2 separate regions of the Sus scrofa genome follow, and region 1 is linked to region 2. The links are chromatin contacts, called in public Hi-C maps. All regions are on one chromosome and are shown on one strand. The core of a region is the stretch at or near the end of the contact, and the rest is flanking DNA. Distances in the headings are between cores, read along the strand shown.

Region 1 (3,660 bases), core at 782-3,281, 36 kb before region 2:
TTGGGTTTGAATCCTGGCCCTGCCACTGCATGTCCTCAGGCAAGTCACTTCCACTCTCGGCCTTAGTAAACAGTGGGTTGTTTTGTTTAGTTTTGCCATTTTCTTGGGCTGCTCCGGCAGCATCTGGAGGATCCCAGGCTAGGGGTTGAATTGGAGCTGTAGCCGCTGGCCTACACCAGAGCCACAGCAACACAGGATCCGAGCTGTGTCTGTGACCTACACCACACTTCACGGCAACGCCAGATCCTTAACCCACTGAGCAAGACCAGGGATCAAACCCGAAACCTCATGGTTCTTAGTCGGATTCATTAACCACTGAGCCATGACGGGAACTCCCTGTTTTCTCTTCTTTTTAAGGCTGCACCTGGAGCTTATGGAAGCTCCCCCAGGCTAGAGGTCGTATCAGGGCTGCAGCTGCCAGCCTATACCACAGCCATAGCAACTTGGAATATGAGCCACCTCTGCAGCCTCCAGCACAGCTCATGGCAACATTGGATTTTTTTTTTTTTTTTTTTTTTTTGTCTTTTTGCCTTTTTCTAGGGCTGCTCCTACTGCATGTGGAGGTTCCCAGGCTAGGGGTCTAATCGGAGCTGTAGCTGCCAGCTTACGCCACAGCCACAGCAACTCGGGATCCGAGCCGAGTCTGTGACCTATATCACAGCTCACGGCAACAACGGATCGTTAACTCACTGAGCAAGGGCAGCGATCGAACCCACAACCTCATGGTTCCTAGTCAGATTTGTTAACCACTGCACCACGACGGGAGCTCCTGGATTCTTAAGCCACTGACAGAGGCCAGGGACTGAATCTGCATCCTCATGGATGCCAGTTGGGTTCTTAACCTGCTGAGCCACAAAGGGAACTCCCCTCAGTTACCTGCTTTTGTTTGTTTGTTTGTTTGTTTGTCTTTTTGGCTGCACCTGTGGCATACAGAGGTTCCCAGAATAGGAGTCAAAAGGGACCTTTAGCCACTGGCCTACACCACAGCCAGAGCAACGTCAGATATGAGTCTCGTCTGTGACCTACACCACAGCTCACAGCAATGCTGGATTCTTAACCCACTGAATGAGGCCAGGGGTTGAACCTGAGTCCTCATGGATGCTAGTCAGATTCATTTCCTCTGAGCCATGACGGGAACTCCCAGTCACCCGCTTTGGGAAAAAAAAAGGAAAAAGAAGAAGGGATAAAGAGACACTTCATTACTTTTTGTTTCATGAGGTCTGTCCCAGGGTTGTGTGTAGGACTGGACTCGACATACATTGGTTGTCCAGCCTGCTCTGGCCCCCCCTGGTCCTAGCCACAACTGGGACCCAGCGCTAGGGCTGCAGGGAGGAAATGGAGCAGCATGGGAGCTGGGAGCCGCTCCAGGGCCCAGTTCCCAGGACTCACAGCTGCATCCTCCGGGGACCCCAGCTGGCCCCACCGCCCTACCCTGGCGGCTGCCAGTAGGCTCCAGCATATCTCGGTGGCTCATTCCCACTGAAATAAGAGGCTGAATCTGGGCGTCCCCTGGTGGAGTCTCTAGGGTCCGTCCACGCAGCAACTGCCTCAAACTTCATCCAGATCATTTATCTGCAACCCAGAAAGATTTATCTTCAACCTCAGGTCAGATTCAGGAATATGCATTTTAAAGGGGCTCCCAGGTCCTTCTGATATAAAAGGTTCCCCGGGGCCATACTTTAAACTTAGTCGGGGATGGGGTGGGAGGAAGAAGGGACTTTCCAAGGGTCGCGTGGCTGTTCAGTTTATTTTAGCTCTCTTTCTCTCCCTGACCCCCTATCTCTCTCTGTTTTTGACTCTTAAGTCTCCTTCCTCTTCTTTCTTTGACTGGGCTCAGGATTAGCCTGGCCCCCGGCATCCGGCCTTCTTCGTGATTCCGGAGGAATTCCCCCCACCAGTCCCGAGCCCAGCCGCCTGGCCCTACCCCTCCCGCGCAGCGACCTGCTCCCACTGGACTCTTCGTACACCGCCCGCACTACCATTGGCTGAGCCCACGTTTCCCCGGATCCGGCCCGGCCCCTCTTTGGTCCTCTCCGCGCGGGTGGGGCGGGGGCGGGGGCCGCCCAGAGGGGGGCGGGGCCAAGCTTCCTGCCCCGCCCCGCCGAGCCCCAGTCTTCAGGCACGAGTCTCGCGGCTACAGAAACGGCCCCTCGGAGGCGGCCGAACAGAGCCCCGACGGTCGGACCGACGACAGGGTCCCAGAGAGCAGGTGAGCGAGAGGTGCCAGGGCACCCCCATCTGGGAGAATCTCGGGGGCCACTTGTCTTCTCTGTTTCTCTCCCCCCCATGCTCCTGCACCCCCCTTTCTAACTGTATTCCTGCCTCAGTTTCCCTCCCCATTTCTCCCTTTCCTGCTGTCTCTGTCACTCTCTTGCTGTGTGGGCTAGGCGGTAGCAGACCGGGTCTGAACTGACCCCCACGGCATGGGGTGGTGCTCTGGGACCAGCACCCTCCTCCCCCCAACACGAGGACTCTGATGGACTCTGCCCCTTTCACAGTGCAGGGCACCAGGTGCTAGGGCTAGATTCCAGAGCTAGGAGGGCATTCCAGGTGGTGGGCAGCCAGGCCAAAGGCGTGGAGGTGACAATGAGTGGGACTTCCGGCTGGTCCTGGCAGCTGAGAGCCAGGGTCAGACCCACCCGAACTGGCCACCTTGGAGCTCCCCAATGGCCTGAAGCCATGGCCTTAGTTTTGCCAGCTGTGAATTGGGACCTTCATCACTGAGGTAACTGGCAGTTGACCTGACCCAGATCTGCATGCATCACCACCTCCTCTATTCCGGGGGGCCTGCCTGGAGGAGGGCAGCCCTGCCTGTAAACAGGCCTCTGTTACTTCCTGAGCAGGGGGGAGAGGTGAATGCCCTGGGGTGCTACAGCCAGGGCCAGGGTAGTTTAGCCCAGTGGTTGGGGAGCTCAGACTTTGGAATGAGACAAACCTGGGTCTGCTCTGCCATTTTCACGATGGTACCTTGAACAAGTGATTCGAACCTCCCAGCCTCAGTTTCCTGTCGGAGGGACATAACTCCCGAGGGGTAAGGGCAGCTTCCAGGATTAACTGCAGGAATGTGGACCTGCATGTCTCCTCCTGGCCCCCACCTCCTCCAGCTTTCCCCCTCACCCCACTCTGCTCCAGCCATACCAGCCTCCACATTCCACCAATACACCAGGCACAGTCCTGCCTCAGGGCCTTTGCGTGGGCTGTTTCCTCTATCGCCATGCCAGGTGCACAGGCGCCAACTTTAAAACACAACAGGTTGTCTACATGGGCCGGGCCAAGGGACTGGCAAGGCTAGGGCTGGGCATCTGGGAGGGGCCGAGGAAGGGCAGGCCCAGGGACGCTGTACCTATGGAAACCAGAACAAAGAGCTGTCACCCCAGCCATACAAACACCTGGGCTGAGCTTCTCTTGGCAGCCTTGGTGGCCTGGGACGCCGGTTGTGGGTGAGTGCCCAGACCACTGCAGGGGCAGGTTGGGGGCCCAAACCCCACTTGGATGGGAGGTAGGTGGTCCCTAAGCAAAGAGACCAGTCAAGTAGGTACAGACTGGAGGCCCCACAGTTTCCTCTCCCACTGTGTGGCCTTGGGCAGGTCAGGTGAGGCCTGGGCAGGTGAGGGACCTTTTGGATGCTTGGTGATCCAATGTGGTAGGTTCAGGAGGACT
Region 2 (3,934 bases), core at 768-3,267:
TGGGCACAGCTGCAGCAAGATGACCTTCTGCAGGGTCTGGAGGCACATTCCCCTCAATCTCCAGTTCCCCTCTCCCCACTTCTGGGCAGGACAAGCCCTCCAACAGCTAGGGACACACCTGAGTCAGAGGAACAGGGCTGCTTAGGCACACTGGGCACACAAGAAGAGACAAGGACTGAGGCTAGTGACAAATTCCCCTCAAAGTCGCCAGCCCCCAGAAGCCCGCCTCCTATTAATTCAGTCCTGCCTCAGTGTAGACCTCACTACCACGTCCCGTCGCCCCTCCTCAGGCCCCGCCCCCGCCGGTGCGCTCCCCCTCAGGCCCCACCCCATCAGTCCAACCTTCCACCCCCTCTCCAGGATCCGCCCCACCGGTCCGCACCCCATCCCCAGACCCCGCTGTTACCGACACCATCCCTCCATCCCCCGGGGTGGTTGAGACACGTACCCCAGGGCCCACGTTCTGGGAGAAAGAATGAACTACGCCGCCGGGCCGCACGTCAAAGGCCACCGTCGTGGGCTCGGACACCGTCTCCGCCGGCCTCAGAGCAACAGCCGCCAAGAGCAGCGCGGCCCACAAGCTCGCGCCGCCGCCGCCATTCCTTCTTCCGCTGGGCGCCGCCATCTTGGGATCAGGTGCGCGGGGCAGGGACGGCGGACGGAGCGCCGCGAGGGACACGTAGGACGTCTACCAGAGGCCACGTCAGCGTCAGCGCGGCCGTGTGACCCCTCCGCTCCCATCGCCATCTTGGGGGCGAGGCTTGCAAGACCAGGGAGGGACCTGGAGTGGTTGGAATTGGATCCTGTGTTTGTACTCTGGGTCCAGTTTTCCTTCGCTAGGCAAGTGACCTTTCTTCTTTTCCAGTTAGTACATGTACAAGGAATGAAGGATGTAAAAGTTCACCACTGAAATTCAACCTTATCCATGTAGGCCGAATCAGGGAAATGGAAGGTCACCATTGGGCAAACGCATCATGATTGTTGTAGTCAAGACCTGTGGCTCAATGCTAAAAATTGGTGGGGGAAATGTATGGTGAGAAACAGCATATTTACATTGTCTCAAAATATTTCTCCCCAGGATACAGGATACGTATTAGTTACAAAGAGAGAAGTAGTAATTTTGCAGTGGAAACACCATCTTTATTTCAATGATTGTAGTCAGTGTTGTAAAAATGAGGCATCATGGAGCCGCTGATGGGATGCAGAGAAGGACGTTCTTAGTGGCCTCTCAATGGAATTCCTGTACAAAGTGCACGACCTCAATCTATTCCAAGCAAATATGAGAGGAACCCAGGTTGAGGGGAATTCTACCAAGATAACTGGCAATACTTAAGAAATGTCTTGAAAGACAAAGGCTGAGGAACCATCACAGGGTGAGGAGACCAAGACGTTGAAAGGCAATGTAGCATCCTGGATTGAATCATTTCCTTAGTCTGGGCTGTTGTAACATAGGCCGAGAAGCTGACTGGCTTAACTAAACAGTGCACATCAATTTCTCACAGTCCTGGAGGTTGTAAGTTCAAGATCAAGGCTCTGGCAGAATTGATGTCTGGAGAGAGCCCATTTGCTGGTTCACAGACTCCATATTGCTATGTCCTTACATTACGGAGGGATCAAGGGAGCTCTCTGGGGTCCCTATATAAGACCACTAATCCCATTCGTGAGGGCTCAATCCTCATGACCTAATCACCTCCCAAAGGCCCACCTCTTCATACCATCACACTAGATGTTAAGGTTCTCCATGAAGGAGTTCCCGTCATGGCACAGTGGAAACAAATCCAACTAGGAACCATGAGGTTGCGGGTTCAATCCCTGGCCTTGCTTGGGTTAAGGATCCAGCATTGCTGTGAGCTGTGGTGTAGGTCACAGACACAGCTCGGATCCTGCATTGGTGTGGCTGTGGCATAGGCTGGCAGCTACAGCTCCGATTGGACCCGTAGCCTGGGAACCTCCGTATGCCGCGGGTGTCACCCTAAAAAGCAAAATAAATAAATAAATATATTTAAAAAAAGGTTCAACATGAATTTGGAGGAGGGGAGACAGAAACCGTTGGTCCATAGCAGTCCTAGACCAGACAAGTGACATTAGAGGGAGAAATGCTAAATCTAAATAAGGTCTGTTGCCTTATTTGAGGCGTTTGCCTAAATATTTGATAATAGGATTGTATTCATGTAAATTTCCTGGCTTCAATAACCTGGCCTGTACCATGGCAATATACAATGTTCACATTAGGGTGAAGGGCATTAGGGGACTCCACTATTCCTGCAACTTTTCTGTTAAGCCTAAAATTATTTCAAAAAAAAAAAAAAAATCCTTACCTCAAGAAACTGTCAGGGGGATTAGCTGATGGACATTCAGGTGAAGCTCCTACAAGTGAGAACTCTAATTCTAGTGTTATTAGCATCAGATGCCAATGAAGAAATCCCAGACTTTTAACTATAGGAGAAATCTTTTGTTCTTCCTTCTTCCCACCCTCCCTCCCTTCCTCCCTTCTTTCATTCCTTCCCTCCCTCCCTTCCTTCTTTCCCAAATTGCTTAATATTTTGAGAAAACATCAGCGGCCAGGTCTGGAGTGTCTAGAATTAAGTTGATTGTCCTAGTCTTTCCTGACTTGAAAGATCAGAAGACAGAGAGAAAATGTCACAGGTAACTCCTACGCTGGGCTCTGTTGACTTTGTGAGGAACACAAATCTCCCTACCCCCCAGACACAGAGAATGAAGGTCAACTTCAGATTGGTTGTGAAGATCCTATAGGAGGTTGACTGTCTCCCAGGTAACCCTAGCCCCAGAATTCACGCCTTTCTACAGCAGCAGCCTGACCTAAATTGGGGCACCTGCTTATGTTAAGAATGGCTTCCTCCTTGCAACTGGCTTCTGTGGACCCATTAGGAATTGGCTCCCTAAGTTGGAGGACTGCTGGAGTTCCTGTTGTGGCTCAGTGGTAATGGACCCAACTAGTATCCTTGAGGACGCAGGTTTGATCCCTGGCCTTGCTCAGTGGGTTAAATATACTGCGTTGCTGTGGCTGTGTGTAGGCCAGCAGCTGCAGTTCCAATTCGACCCCTAGCCTGGGAACTTCCATATGGTGTGGGTATGGCCCTAAAAAAGGAAAAAAGGAGTTCCCATTGTGGTGCAGTGGTTAACGAATCCGACTAGGAACCATGAGGTTGTGGGTTCGGTCCCTGCCCTTGCTCAGTGGGTTAACGATCCGGTGTTGTCGCAAGCTGTGGTGTAGGTTGCAGATGCGGCTCGGATCCCACGTTGCTGCGGCTCTGGTGTAGGCCGGCAGCTACAGCTCCGATTCGACCCCTAGCCTGGGAACCTCCATATGCCACAGGAGCGGCCAAAGAAATAGCAAAAAGACAAAAGACAAAAAAAAAAAAAAAAAAAAAAAAAAAACCCACAAAAAAACAGGAGAGCTCTCGCTGTAGTGCAGTGGGTTAAGAATCTCATTGCAGTGGCTCAGGTTGCTGTGGAGGTGCGGGTTCAATCCCTGGCCGGGTACAGTGGATTAAAGGATCCAGTGTTGGTTGACACTCCCTGCACTATTTTTGCAACTTCTTATGTGTCTAAGTTAAGTTGATTTTTTTTCTGGCCAGGCCTATGGCATACAGAAGTTCCCAGACCAGGGATCAAACCCACGCCACAGCAGTGACAATGCTGGATCCTTAACCCCCTAGGCCACCAGGGAGTTCCATTAAAAAAAAAAAAAAAAAGAAAAAATATATATATATATATATATACACACACACACACACACACATGGAGTTCCCGTTGGGGCTCAGTGGTTAATCAACCTGACTAGCATCCATGAGGACTCGAGTTCGATCCCTGGCCTCGCTTAGTGGATTGAGGATCTGGTGCTGCTGTGAGCTGTGGTGTAGGTCACAGACATGGTTCGGATCATGCTGTGGCTGTGGCATAGGCTGGTGGT

Evidence for each region. A called contact is a pair of places that touch in the nucleus more often than the background predicts.
Region 1: a Hi-C map of skeletal muscle shows a contact between it and region 2, with 4 times the contacts expected there. The contact joins the promoter of TNFAIP8L1 here to the promoter of MYDGF in region 2. A contact is called at or near these places in 4 of 47 Hi-C or Micro-C datasets (heart right ventricle, liver and skeletal muscle).

The regions. Positions count from the first base shown.
Region 1 is chr2:74,219,182-74,222,841 of Sscrofa11.1, reverse strand. It overlaps TNFAIP8L1 (tumor necrosis factor alpha-induced protein 8-like protein 1), which reads left to right and starts at 2,031. Exons shown (of 2, transcript XM_021084049.1): 1 at 2,031-2,209.
Region 2 is chr2:74,183,125-74,187,058 of Sscrofa11.1, reverse strand. MYDGF (myeloid-derived growth factor) reads right to left here and starts at 2,017. Exons shown (of 6, transcript XM_021084047.1): 1 at 449-2,017. The coding sequence starts at 625.